4 separate regions of the Mus musculus genome follow, and regions 2, 3 and 4 are each linked to region 1. Evidence: chromatin contacts called from public Hi-C, HiChIP or PLAC-seq and promoter capture Hi-C data. All regions are on one chromosome and are shown on one strand. Each heading gives the region's core, a stretch centred on a gene start, on an enhancer-like site or on the middle of the called end of the contact. The rest is flanking DNA. Distances are from core to core; before and after follow the strand shown.

The links. Promoter capture Hi-C pulls out the DNA fragments that hold promoters and counts their contacts. Hi-C and Micro-C count contacts between places; a contact is called where the count stands out from the background. HiChIP or PLAC-seq counts read pairs in DNA pulled down with a chosen protein or histone mark.
Region 2: a contact with region 1 is called in a promoter capture Hi-C map of second pharyngeal arch cranial neural crest, with 4 times the contacts expected there. The contact joins the enhancer-like site here to the promoter of Tmtc2 in region 1. A contact is called at or near these places in 7 of 39 promoter capture datasets (cranial neural crest, frontonasal cranial neural crest, hippocampal neurons and 3 more), 1 of 484 Hi-C or Micro-C datasets (uterus) and 3 of 115 datasets of contacts at active chromatin or transcription factors (embryonic forebrain, embryonic limb bud and neural tube).
Region 3: a contact with region 1 is called in an H3K4me3 HiChIP or PLAC-seq map of embryonic limb bud, with 7 times the contacts expected there. The contact joins the enhancer-like site here to the promoter of Tmtc2 in region 1. A contact is called at or near these places in 7 of 39 promoter capture datasets (the C10 cell line, cranial neural crest, frontonasal cranial neural crest and 3 more), 4 of 484 Hi-C or Micro-C datasets (the N1E-115 cell line, cerebellum, cranial neural crest and 1 more), 9 of 115 datasets of contacts at active chromatin or transcription factors (embryonic basal ganglia, embryonic forebrain, embryonic hindbrain and 6 more) and 2 of 9 other capture datasets (adipose tissue and liver).
Region 4: a Hi-C map of the N1E-115 cell line shows a contact between it and region 1, with 11 times the contacts expected there. The contact joins the enhancer-like site here to the promoter of Tmtc2 in region 1. A contact is called at or near these places in 8 of 39 promoter capture datasets (cancer-associated fibroblasts, cranial neural crest, embryonic stem cells and 5 more), 7 of 484 Hi-C or Micro-C datasets (the N1E-115 cell line, cerebral cortex, cranial neural crest and 3 more), 13 of 115 datasets of contacts at active chromatin or transcription factors (bone marrow-derived macrophages, cardiomyocytes, craniofacial prominence and 9 more) and 2 of 9 other capture datasets (adipose tissue and liver).

What each region holds. Positions count from the first base shown.
Region 1 is chr10:105,572,758-105,575,897 of GRCm38.p6, forward strand. Tmtc2 (transmembrane and tetratricopeptide repeat containing 2) reads right to left here and starts at 1,722. Exons shown (of 12, transcript NM_177368.4): 1 at 910-1,722. The coding sequence starts at 992. Gm15663 (predicted gene 15663) reads left to right here and starts at 1,794. Exons shown (of 3, transcript NR_038032.1): 1 at 1,794-2,930.
Region 2 is chr10:104,851,778-104,854,837 of GRCm38.p6, forward strand. No RefSeq gene overlaps it. Among named protein-coding and RNA genes, the nearest start is that of Gm25522, 12 kb to the right of the region's middle. Within about 2 kb of position 1,569, at least 7 of the 459 cell types and tissues checked have an H3K27ac peak or open chromatin away from gene starts, as enhancers often do. A contact at or near this core is called in embryonic limb bud and second pharyngeal arch cranial neural crest, where this site is marked.
Region 3 is chr10:104,658,912-104,662,432 of GRCm38.p6, forward strand. No RefSeq gene overlaps it. Among named protein-coding and RNA genes, the nearest start is that of Gm22945, 190 kb to the left of the region's middle. Within about 2 kb of position 1,625, at least 17 of the 459 cell types and tissues checked have an H3K27ac peak or open chromatin away from gene starts, as enhancers often do. A contact at or near this core is called in embryonic basal ganglia, embryonic forebrain, embryonic limb bud and 1 more, where this site is marked.
Region 4 is chr10:105,019,232-105,022,415 of GRCm38.p6, forward strand. No RefSeq gene overlaps it. Among named protein-coding and RNA genes, the nearest start is that of Gm25587, 19 kb to the right of the region's middle. Within about 2 kb of position 1,755, at least 12 of the 459 cell types and tissues checked have an H3K27ac peak or open chromatin away from gene starts, as enhancers often do. A contact at or near this core is called in the N1E-115 cell line, neural tube and second pharyngeal arch cranial neural crest, where this site is marked.

The sequences.
Region 1 (3,140 bases), core at 472-2,971:
GTGATATTTTTCCAAGCATCAATGCAGTTTCTTTGACAACACAATCCGGGTCTCATTAGCCACCCAAACTAACCCAAATACAGAAGACAACTTCTGTCTCCAGGGCGTCTTCTTCTGCAATTAGCACCAGCGAATCACTAATGTCTCATGCAAAACGCCCAAACAGAACTGAAAGCCCACGTTTTTATAAAGGAATTCCCCATGATGCGTGAGCAAGGTTGGGGGAGCGAGAGATACAACCAGCAGCGAGATACAGCTCAAAGTTTACTATCATACACGTCAAAGAGAAAGTTGACTCAGAGTACGCGCGCTCTTTCCTCTATTTGGCAACTGTCATATGTGCGTTTAACTTCGAGAAATCAGTGTCCTATCAATAAAAGGAAACCACACGGGGAGGATCTTCTAGGGGTGCAGAGGTGCTTCCTTCCAGCCCACACGTAAAATCGCTTAATATGCTTTTTCTTTCTTTCTTTCTTTCTTTCTTTCTTTTTTTTTTTTTTTTTTTTTTTTTTTTTTTTGCACCAAGGTATACCAAGGATTGTTATTGGAATTTTTACTTTGGCTGGTTGTTTGTTTAACGTGGGTTCATTAAACAGTCTTCCAAATTGCCTGGATTTCCGCAAAGAAACTTAAGCGCCTGCCAACCAGCAAGAAGCAAGCAAGAACCTGCTGCAAAGTAGGAGCGGAAACTCGTTCGGCCCGCCCAGCGCGCCTGCGTCCGTCCCGGCTGTTTGCTTTAGGTGTTACGGTTTCCGTGTCGCCTAAACCTTCAGGTGCAGATACCTGTCCCCCCAACCCCGCCCCCAAGACGCGCTTCAGCCTGACAGCAAGCAGTACCAGAGCCACCGAGGAGCCCCCACCCCACCCCCGTCGCACCGCAGCCATTGCCCCTTTCTCTCACCCACTTACCTGTCATCGTAGCAGAAATCAGCACTCAGGGTGTTGAGATACAAGGCGAGCCCCAGAGCGCTGCTCACCAACTCTGCAATCATCTCTCCACCGCCTTCCCTCCGGCTTGGCTCCCAGCGCGAGCGCAGCAGCGGCAACAAAAAACAGAAGCATCAATCCCCACCTTCCGCCGCCTTCTCCTCCTTGGCTGCACTTTTCCCCGGCTTCCCCGCCCGCCTCCTCGTCCTCCCTCCTCTCCTTCTTCCGATCCCGGGCTCCTCCTCGGGGCGCCGGGCTCCGCTGTTCCTGCGTGCTCCGGGGGTTGCGGGCTCACACCGCTCTCCCCATACCCGACAACCGCGAGAGGCAAGCGGCGATCGGCTTCACGCCCCCCGGCGGAGAATCGGGGCTTGTCCTTTTCCCGCGGCTCGCGGTCCCCACCCTAACCCATGGCACTTTGGGACGCCCTAAGGTAAAGGACTGCGGAGATAGAAGAGTGCAAGAGGGGGGACCAAAGGGCTGGACAGAGCGAGGATCTGGGACCAGCGGGAGGAAAGGAGAGACAGAGAGAGAGACCGAGAGAGAAAGGGGCGGGTGGGAGGGACGAGGCGAACCGCCTCCCTTCGCCGCCTCCCGGGCGCACGACTCCGGGGCCGTTCGCAGCAACTCGGCCGCCACCGCGGCTGCGGCACATTCACTCTTTATTGGTTCCCTCCCGGACCCCTCTCCAGTGAAGTGAGAAGCGGCGACTGGGGACTCCAAAAGCTCCCGCGTGGGGTTCTCGTCGCGGCCCCACGCGCCTGCGTGGCCAGCCCACCACCCTAAGCTAGCCCGGCCCCTTTCTCCACCCAGATCCTCCCCGCAGACTCCTCCCTGTCTACCCCCACTGGCTGGAGGCTCCGCCCACTCTTCTAGCTGCTCCAGCCTGGTACTCTGGCCCCACTCTCTTCTTCATCTTCCTTCACCTTCTTTTTGACTCTGGAAAGCCTCCCCCAAAGCCCAGGACAAAGATGACTTTTGGAAGATTGCCCAAAACGATAGCTAGAGTGTGCCCTGGGCTCTGGGAGATGGAGGAGAGAGGCGACAGGAGGAGTCAATGGTTTGCCCAGTGCTGCGGGGAGGCGCTTTGCACGCTCTAGATCGCAAGCCAAACGTCTAGTGCCAAGAGCTGTCAGGCAAAAGACTGGTCAGCTGGAGAGACTTCTCGGGACGCGGAGAGGTAGAACAGGTTTGCAGAGCGCTGGCAACCTCGGTTGACACTAAGGATCTATTGCCCCGCGCGCGCGCGATGCGTGAGCTGAATTGGGATGGAAGGGCCTGTTGAAGAGCCAGGGAAGCAGCGTTTAGGAGAGAGTTTTCCGAGGCCACGCCGTGACGGTCGACATTAATATTAGTGGAAAGACGCGTGCCCCGCAGTAAGATCATGAAAAGGGATCCAGGAAATGAAAGAGGAGAGGCAAGAAGGTAAGAAACACCCACGCGTTCCTCAGAAATTGCGTGGGGATGGGTGTCTTTAGTGGTTCAGGACTGTCAAGCTGACTCTGAGACTATAGAAGAGACCACGCTAATGCAACCCTCTACAACGGCATCCTTAAACCCAGCAGAGCGGAAAGCTAATGCCCTTTCCTTTCCGCCCGGATGCAAGACTGGATGGAAGGCATCCAACATGATGAAATACGGTGCAGAAGAATGGTCTGGGCAGAAGGAGCGCTGGGTACTAAAGTTGCATGACCAAAGAGATCCGAGAGCTGTCTGCCACACCCCCTTCCTGCCTGGTTCCCTTTCTGACTGCCCTGGTCGCTCCCTTGGACTATGATGAACACGACTGCAGCGCCCCCTGCTGTGGGGAAGCTACAGGGCACAGAAAACACGTCCTTGCAGGGCTGACTTCCAACTTCCCCTTTTGCACCTAACCAGCAAGCTCTTCAAAGATAATAAGGAAAGTGGACTCCCTGGGTATGTGGCAGCGATCTGAAAAGTTTGAACGCCTGCAGAATAAGGATGTCTGACTTCACAAAGAAATCGTTTGGAAACTGACAAATGTGTGTTCAACCTCCAACAGGCAAATTGTGATTTGATCAAAATATTATGAGCACGTAGGAAGTTCTCAAATAATATATTGAAGATGGTGATTCTTGTTCTTCAGTGCTCCCCGGTATAATGTATTTTTTAAAGTTTTTTTAAAAATCATACCAGTTGCTCCATTCGGATCCTCTCTGACCTTCTTCTGAGCTTATGTATTGATATTGGAT
Region 2 (3,060 bases), core at 319-2,818, 720 kb before region 1:
TGAGAAGAAACTGTCAAATTGCGAGCCAGCTCTTACACAGATAGCCTGATAACTGAGGGTTAGGTACCTTCATAGGGCGCGTATGCTATATTCTACCGAGCTAGCACAGGACCATGGCCAGTGCAAATAACAATAGAACTCAAGACAAATCTGCTCATATTGTCTCTATGTCATACAGAAAACATGGTGACAGTTAGGTCAGTTTATAACAATCTGTGGTCTGGTGGGGAGAGTACTGTGCCTCATCATTTTTCAATAAGTACTTTCAGTTTCATAAAGTAAAAGCAGAACCACCTTCAAACTACCAATAGCGAAAACAAAGTCCCAATCATACTACCAAGATGAACCAGCACGTCTGTCAACATTATTTATGATTCCTTCCTTCTGTCTTTTAGTCTTTATTTTGAAACGTCTTGCTCAATTATGAATAAGTAGAGGTGACTTTCAGATTGTGGGATCATGGAATCTACCTTAGATACTTCTAGAGAGCTTCCTAGTTCAGTCTACCTTAATCGCTACCTCCTGTCCTCACTAATTATTCAACCCTAGCCCAATAGCAACAGTTTTAATCACAGATGCCAATAATGTTATCTTCCCACTAACAAGGAATCCTGCACTAACTAATCCACTCTGCAAGATTCTGAGCCTGGGAACCTTTATAGAGAACATTGGTGTATGTATTATAAGTGTGAATTGGTGCTCATTTGGTTATGGCCTCATTGCTGATAAGGCCCTATGCTGGAGTAATGCTCACCTGGAAAGAGTCAGAGAACACAACTTTTGTTCCTGTTCTGGCTCCCTGCTCTCAGAAAGTAATTGGTAGTTAATCACAGGGCGTATACCAACCTCACCTACACCAGTCATCTCTCAAAAGCCCCATCTCTAATCACCATAATTGAATTACATGCCCCCTCTTTGACAGCTTATAAAAGAATATTAAAAATTGGAGATGTGGACTTATAGGGGATAACCAAACTGTGTCTAATGCACAACAGCTTCTGAAAAAAATGACAGGACAAAAAAAATCAAGAATGATAGAATTTATTCTGTCTTTTTATATTTTAGAATACATATCTAAAATATAAGATGATTAACTTCTACTTCCTTGTTTCCTACTGATAGCATAAAAATAGATCATTTCACAGCACTGAGATCTCAGAAGTCCTAATAAAAAAGGGTGTAGGATGTCAATGTTTTGACTAACATTTATAATGAAATAATCCAGCATGCGCTCACACATCTGAGCTCCACAGACAGTAGCCTAATTGACGTATCAGCTGCTCCTGCGTAAGTTATGGTGACCTTCTCCAAAAACAGTTGAGCATGGAGTTTCTCTTGGACGTTATCTAAATGAAAAGTAAATCAGCAAGAGGAGAGCTTGTGAGCTGGCAATTTAATAGGTTTAGTGGAACTCTAAGTCAACTAATTACACAAATGCAAGCCATCTGGTAAAACAGAAATGTAGTAGGGGAAGATGTTTAAGATCTTAACTTCCCAAGTCACAGATCTATGTTTCAATCCCCACCTCTGTTCATATCAGCTGTCTTGCATTGAGCAAATTAGGGAACATCTGTTGGCAGCGGCTGCTAGCTAATCACCCCAATTACGTGGACTTCTTCAAGGGTCCTGACTAGACTGTGTCTTTCAGCCCTTCTTGCTGTTAATTGTAGCCATCTGAACTGCTCTTGCCAAAACATGAACAGAGAAGTAGTAAGTGCCACTTGAGGACTGAAGCTTTCTAAGTAGGCATTTGTCCTCTATTTGTTTTCATTGCAGGCTGAGCTGAGTGACAATTAAAAATATATATAGATGAAGAGCAATTACATTGACGACATTGATTTAGGATGGGCCTTTGAGAGTACTGCTAGTTAACTTTAGGGTACTCTTTGTTACCATAATTTAGACCACCTGAATGGATATGTTTCTTTTAAATAGAAGTGTAGTCATGCTCCCAACATGTAGTATGTAGTGGGTGCTTTACTTATGTTTTTGTTTATTTTTTAAGATGGCTGGAAGTAACAAAATCCCTCTAATGCAGATTTGAATTAACTGGAGAAATTTTTCATAGTGAGGGTCAGTTCATATGCAAAAAAAAAAAAAAAAAAGCAAGCAAGCAAGAAAAAATCAAAATCAAAAACCAACCACCAACCAACCAGCTTTCACATGTATAGATTTCTACTCTGCTCTTTCCCTTCCATGCACACATCACAATCCCAATTCTTCACTTGCTATTTCCCAATGTTCAAAGAATTAGGATCTCTTCATTGTAGTTTCTAATTCAAAATGGAAAACATTCTCTTACCCATGATTAGCAAGGTGTTTGTCATTGATATGCTTAAAGCCAAAGCAATGAAATCTAGTAGCAGTGAAATTATTGTCCAGGGTCCAATCCCTAACTAAGGAAAGGAGACTCTCAGAATAAGTGGTTCAGTTTGAAACGATTTCTCAAAACAGGCCCTAGCAAACCAAAGCTGCCTGGGTTACTTTAAACTAAAAGAAAAGCCAGTTGGAGTTGGAAGGGCAATGGGATGTGGTAATTGAGGCTGAAAATTACTAAAACTCATTTATAAACACATGAAATGGTGTGATGATAGCAATCATAAGTCAAATGCTTATTAAATCTTTAGCAAGGTTACACAGTGACATTAGAATCCCATGCCACCTTTGCATTACGACTTTCCCTAGTCATTGTCTTCCTGTCATTGAAAGAGCTCATCACTAATTTAGCAGATTAAGTGGCAGCCATTTATTATCACCCTGTTTTGTCTGGGACAATATAGCCTAACTGATTTCCTCTGGCTCAGGTCAGCCTGATCAATTTGCAGATAGGGCTGAATTAATTTTTTTTTTTTTTGTATTGCCCTCTAAATTTTTCTTTTTTTGTAGAATGACTTTGAAAGATTCGTTCAGGCCCTTGTTTTTGTCTCTCCTTTTTCACAGCATTTATCTCCTGGAAACATCTCCTTGGTCCTTTCAGGGTATACTCACAGATCTCACAATAGATACCACATTTTTCTCATGTGCAGAATCTGCCTTCCTTCTCAGCAGCATCTTTGCTGC
Region 3 (3,521 bases), core at 375-2,874, 910 kb before region 1:
TGCTCAGTTTACTCTGGAATTTCATTTGATCAGTTTACATTCTTTGTGACCTGTCATGTCACTAAAATGAAAATGCATTTTAGTGCTGTTTAAAGAAAAAAAATCTGACTTTATATCAACATTCTCTATGATTTTTAAAATTCTGTTTTCAGGCTTTCATTTAAAACTGAGACGCAGATACATATTAGCCTGAACTTATGCTGTTTGAAATGTTACAGTTTTTCACTTGGGTACACTGTCCAACAGAAAGGTCTCTGGAAGTAACACACTTAGAACTACTCTCTTGTATGACCACAATGCCTTTATTCTATAATGCCTTATCAAGAATCATCTTGATTTTTTTTTGTTTTGTTTTTCCTGTCTGTTTTGTTTTTTGTTTTTAAAGTAGAAAAGCTTAAACTCTAACGATTACAAAATACATTAGAGTAGATAAATCCAGCTATAAATGCAAATCATAAACGCACATTGATTTGCTTGCACGAGCTATACTTCTACATGACTGGCCATACAGGAAGAGCTTAGCTCAACAGCATGACCATCTATGAATCATGTGCTGTGCTCCATTCTGATGGCTATGAAGTCACAAGGTAATGTGAGCTTTTCAGCCTGGTTATAATTTAATGGACCCGTCATTTGCTCAGTCTGCTTAGGGCAGCATTAGAACCATCATGAGTGTTCTGATCAATGCATCTAACTAACATAAAACTATAAAAAGAAGCACCATCAGTCATCAGGCCAGAAGACCAGAGGGCACAAACTCAGAGTGGACTTCAGCACCAAGGTAAGGTGCTTGAGTAAGTTCCAAATAGATTATCTTCAGAAACTGGACAGCCTTAATAAGAGCCATGGGTCAGTCATTCCTTTTGTGCTTGGACAAGCCTCACTAATATAAACACCTGAATACTATTTTTCTGTTTTCTAACTTAGAAATTAAAAGCACCGCAACATTAATCACCTCATCTGGACAGGCATATCTTGACAAGTGGCTTAATTGAGATTTTTCATCAAATGTACTTTAGTTCTAGAACTTTATTTTGCAAAACTTTAGATTCGTATGACTTGGTTCTGATCCTTACATATACTCAGGGAGTCTGCTTAGGTACCTGCCCTACCTAATTTTAATTCATCCATATAATTTCCTCTATTATTCTGACTTGTCCTAGGGATAGCTTTCTATATTTTTCCAATGAATTAATTCAATTCTTTGCTTGACACAAAAATAATTTAACATCTTCATATGTATCCAGTAAGTACATTTTTTGTACTAAGTAATCTTAAACAGTGAGTTTCAAACAGTTGCAATTCATCTTTGTCTATTGCCTTCTCTCTATTTTTAAGGCTATCTTATTGGTTTCAATTTCTCTACTGTTCATTGGTGCACTGCATATTTTGAATAATAAACTCAATATCCGCGATATTGATTGTGCCTGTGGGTTTTAGGGATGGTCCTAAAAACTATGAATCACTAACTCCCACTCCATTTTCTCCTCCAGTGCCATTTGGCTATAAGCACTTTAGTATAAACAGCCACCGGCTGGTTATAAATCATTCTATCTTCCTACTGACAGTCTGCAACCAGGTTGGTAGATTTCCCCAAGGGAAAGGAAAGCAGGGCAAATATCGGTCACTCTCTGCATTCCACCTGCAAGCGCTTACAGCTGGAATGTGCCTGCAGTTTACAGAGCAGAAGGAAGTGTCCACAGAGAGCAATTTTAAAAGATGCAATTCAATTTTAAATGTACGTAAGCGTTTCTGGTTAGGGATGCTAAATTAATTTGCCACTTAAAGATAACACAAATACTTTACTAATGACTTTAAAGTAATCAACACGTGGGTGTTTAGAGATCAGCACAAGAAAATTGTAAATTTAAGAAAATCTGGGTACATAATTGTATGTAGAGAGATGATTAAACCTGTCTTTCCCATCTCACTTGCTGAAACTCTTTTGTCAATCCCTCATGAAAGATAGAACAGTGACAGAAACTTAGTCTATAAATTATGAGTGTTAATGAACATTGTTCTAACTAAATATGTTGCCCCTCAGTTGTGATAGATATTTTTCAAAATATTTCCACATCACTATGCTGAGCACTTAAGAGTGTTTCATAGGTGAAGTATATATTTATTTCCATGATACTTCTCAGGGTCAACCTGTGAGAGACAATTTTAGATAATGGACACAAATATTCATTGGAAAATAGCTTCAGGAGAAGTTAATGATCAAAGTTAGATTCTTTCAACCTTTAACCATTCTATGAGTAATTATATCCCAATACTGCAATCTATTGTTAGGGCAATCTGTGTGTGTGTGTGTGTGTGTGTGTGAGAGAGAGAGAGAGAGAGAGAGAGAGAGAGAGAGAGAGAGACAGACAGACAGACAGAGAGAGAGAGACAGAGAGAGAAAGAGACCTACAAAATATTCAACCCTTGCCCAGAAATTAAGAACACAACCTTGCTATGACAGAAAATTAATAAAAAGTTAGTATTTAAATAAATACAGAATACTGATTATGAATACCTAGATCCTAACTTTTTTCTGTGTCTTGAGTAACCTTGCGGCAGTTAGTTTTCTCCCAAAAGGGTGAACTTATCTTTAAGGTACAGATAAAGTTGTACTCACCAAATTATGTGGCTACCCATAAAGATATGTAAAGTATAAAAGAATTGGTATCAGCAGTTAATGCTCAATAAATCCTCTGCTATCATTTCAATATCATATTTGTAGATAATCAAAAGTAAAAGTGGTCCAATTTGGTCGGTTCATACATAGTTTATTTTAATCTCTTATTTAAGGAAGGCTTTCGGCTGTCAATGGCTATCGTGTGGATGCTTAGTATCAAAGTTCCCTAGATTGCTGTCTTTCTCAAAGGCAGATGGTAAATCCGTCAGCAGTAGCATTCAGAACAGCAACCCAGATGCTTTGAAGCTCGGCGTGTGAAGCTGTTTCTCCCACAAAGAGTACCATTGGGCAATACGCCAAAAGAAGGTCCCCAGGGCAATTAGCTGCTTCTGAATTCAACTCCGGCTGTCTAGGAAGGCAAATGAATGCAGCTTGTTTGGCTATATACCAATTTAATGCAAAGATCATGCTCCTTATTTATAACCAAGCTAGACTTCCATATTTTAGCCCAGCAGCATTCTAATAAGAAATCTGCATGATCTTTATCATTCACAGAAGAAAAAATTACATCTCTTTATAGTTATTAGTGTCCCCTGTCAATAAAGTAAATGATTAGACTTAATGATCATTCATCCATAATTATTTTGCACATGTACAGTTACTTTTATTGATATATAATAATATCAATATTTATGAGTCCCTAAATGTCATTTGAACCATGGCGACTACAGCAAGCAGTGGAGACCTGCTGGCAATAGCTGGGTAAAATCGTAAGGACTTTGTCTAATATGGCAGGAATACTCTATAAAATGATGAAAGGGGCAAAAAACAATGTCACTTAGTGAAGGTAAACTGCAATATTTGTATGTCACGAGCATTTCTTCTATAATTACAGGTTTAG
Region 4 (3,184 bases), core at 505-3,004, 550 kb before region 1:
CTCTTTTGAATCTACTAGGATAATAAAAGTTATATATCATAGAGAATCCCCTATCACTCAGTACTCGTGACATTGTATGGTCTTCTAGCTCTTGTATCATTTGTCTGGAAGTGTAGTGTAGATGGATCCCTGTTGAAGGCTGGCTCCCCTTCATTGCACTCCTTTGGGGGAGCGGGTTACACATTTTTGCTTGAGGCATGTTTCAGGGCCAGACAAAGTACCATGTGGTAATTAGAATCTGTCTCAGCAGCTTAATAAGCTGGGGCTCTTCGCAAAGGAGTGATTATCAAGAAAACCAAGAAGAAAAATAAATTATTGACACTATACAGAGACAAAATGAAATTGTCTTATTCTCATACTATTTTTAAAATTAGATGCCCTGCCTATCTGTTCCTGGGACTACTATACTTGGGCCCGAGACTATTTTCATGACTGGGCTAAATAGCAAGCAGATCTGTCTAGAAAGGCTGGCAAACCTGGTAATGACTTATAGAAGGAGACTGAGGTGCCTGCTTGTCTGAATAACTTTAAGGACTTGGCAGATGGTTCTCAAGGACATGTTAATTGTAGTCCTCAGAAACTGAGACGATAGCTAATGACCTCTGAAGTATGCTTTCGTTCTTGAGTCTATGAGAGTCCAGTCTTCGTTTACCTTACTATGATATATTTTACATATGATGTGAATATGATTCTTTCTAATTGCACAGAACATTACTGCCAAGGATGGCTGTGGATGGGGCTCCTCACTGTCTTCTGTACAAGGCCATAGCCCTGCCTGTTGTTTAAATTAGCCTTTCATGCAACCACTAACTCACGTCTAGTGCTGATTCAAGCCAGAAACAGTAATTTTATTTATATGATGTCTTGCATAGAGAGCAGGCTAGTAAAAGAAAAACAAATCTCAAATGGACAATGGATTAAATCAAAGCTGCTTTGTACTAGGAAGATATCCAGTGCCGTATGGGAGAAACTCTCCGTAGAGGCTTAGAGTGACTCCGACAATATTAATTACCCAGCAGACAGCTTATCCATTCTCAGAGACGTCAGAACAATGCTTAGTAAACTTAAGTCTTAGAGTAATATCGTCCAGCTGAATGGTGCAGAGCACAGCGGCTTTAGCTGTCATGTTGCTGGTTTGGTTTAAAAAAAAAAAAAAGCATTTTCGAGGCAATATTTCAACAGATAGGATCAGTTCAGACAGTTCAAAAGTTCAACATAAACATACTTCATACCTCCTTTCGAGACACTGAAGGAAGGCCGAGTGAGAGAAATACTTACATCTGACTCCATTGGGATGATAAAACACACACAGTGGATTAAATACGTTTAGCTCCTGTCTCCTTTAAGATTCTTTTCCCTTGCCTTATACGTCTAAATGATGTCACTGACAGAAAACTGCATTTTATATCAGAGGTAAAGGAGACTGACTTGATGGTAGGGTTAGCAAAAACATGTTGCCACTTACTGAAAGGAAACCAAAAACCTGCTTCCATGAATGAAGTCATAAGTAATCTTGCCTGACGGGAAGGAGTCAGTTCAAAGTAGTATCTGAAAGGACTCCGGGTTTTTGATGGATTTTAATAACAGCATGAGAGAAAGCTCTTCGCAGTCAAGCGTTATTGCTTTATTCTGTCCACAGGATCTAGCCTTTCACCGTGATACATTTCGCTGGGGCAGAGGAAGGTTCTCCCAGGGAGAAGGACTGTGACAGGGTTGTCTTTGTTCATTCGGGGGTTGGGGGGGGGTGCTGTTGGAAGAGACTGTGTGAATCCATCTTCAGATTTGGCATTTTGATAATGGAAATGAGGGGAATGAAGCAGTGCTGTCTTGGTCTCATTTCTGCGGGATTCACCGTGTTTAGAACAGTAGCGTGTAAGTGGATAGATTTTAGTCTTTAAAGAGTTCAGTGAATGCCTTTCTCTGGTTGGATTGATCGTGGAAAACTTTTAAATCGCTGGCTCTTTATATGCTTTCAGAGTAGCATGGTGAGACTGAGTAGCCGGCTGATGACATAAATGAAATTTCTACTGCACTTCCTGCAGATGGCTTCCTGCTCCTCCTAACCCTATTATCTAATCACCGGGGATGCTATTCTTTGAGTCAGATTGGATTAAAACTGTTGGGAAGTCATTCCAAACAGGCACTAAAAATTCATTTCCATCTTAAAATGCATCCTTGAGCACCAAGCCCAAACATTTGGGAATGTTAAAGAGATGTGTTAGGAAATAGGCTTTTATCTAAAAGCCAGTAGGAAGACAGAGGAATAGAAGCTTATGAGCTAAAGAAAAGTTTAAATCTCATTTAAATCTAATTTAATTTGAAAACAACAACAACAACAAAAGAAGATTTGTTTGTGATTCCATGGAAAGGGCCTTGTAAAGAGATTTGAAGCATTCCTCTGTCTGATTCAAAGAAATGTAACCCTATAAACAGAACAAACTTCAGAAATATTTCAACTTATCACTGCAGTTTGTAGTTACTTATGGAAATGTAAGAACATTAGAAGTAATTGTATCATCAAGAGTGTTATTAGACGCGTTCTCACGACCGGCCAGGAAGAACACCACAGACCAGAATCTTCTGCGGCAAAGCTTTATTTCTTACATCTTCAGGAGCCAGAGTGCAAGAAGCAAGAGAGCAAGAAGCAAGAGAGAGAGAAAACGAAACCCCGTCCCTCTTAAGGAGCATTCTCCTTCGCCTCGGACGTGTCACTCCCTGATTGGCTGCAGCCCATCGGCCGAGTTGACGTCACGGGGAAGGCAGAGCACAAGTAGTCATAAGATACCCTTGGCACATGCGCAGATTATTTGTTTACCACTTAGAACACAGCTGTCAGCGCCATCTTGTAACGGCGAATGTGGGCGCGGCTCCCAACACAAGAGTTCTTCTTCTTCTTCTTCTTCTTCTTCTTCTTCTTCTTCTTCTTCTTCTTCTTCTTCTTCTTCTTCTTCTTCTTCTTCTTCTTCTTCTTCGGATTATGAATGTTTCTGTCAAAGTGGATTCAGAAATATACATATTGTTCAAAGCCTCTTAGAAGTTTTTGTAAAAAATATAGATCTATCATACAATGTTCAAATAAGAAAGAAAAGAAACTTACCTTAAAAGTCAATGGGAAGCAAGGAAGACCGTTTAAATGGTAAGAACACTTGCTGTGCAAGCTATCCAACCTGAGTTTCCTCCCTGA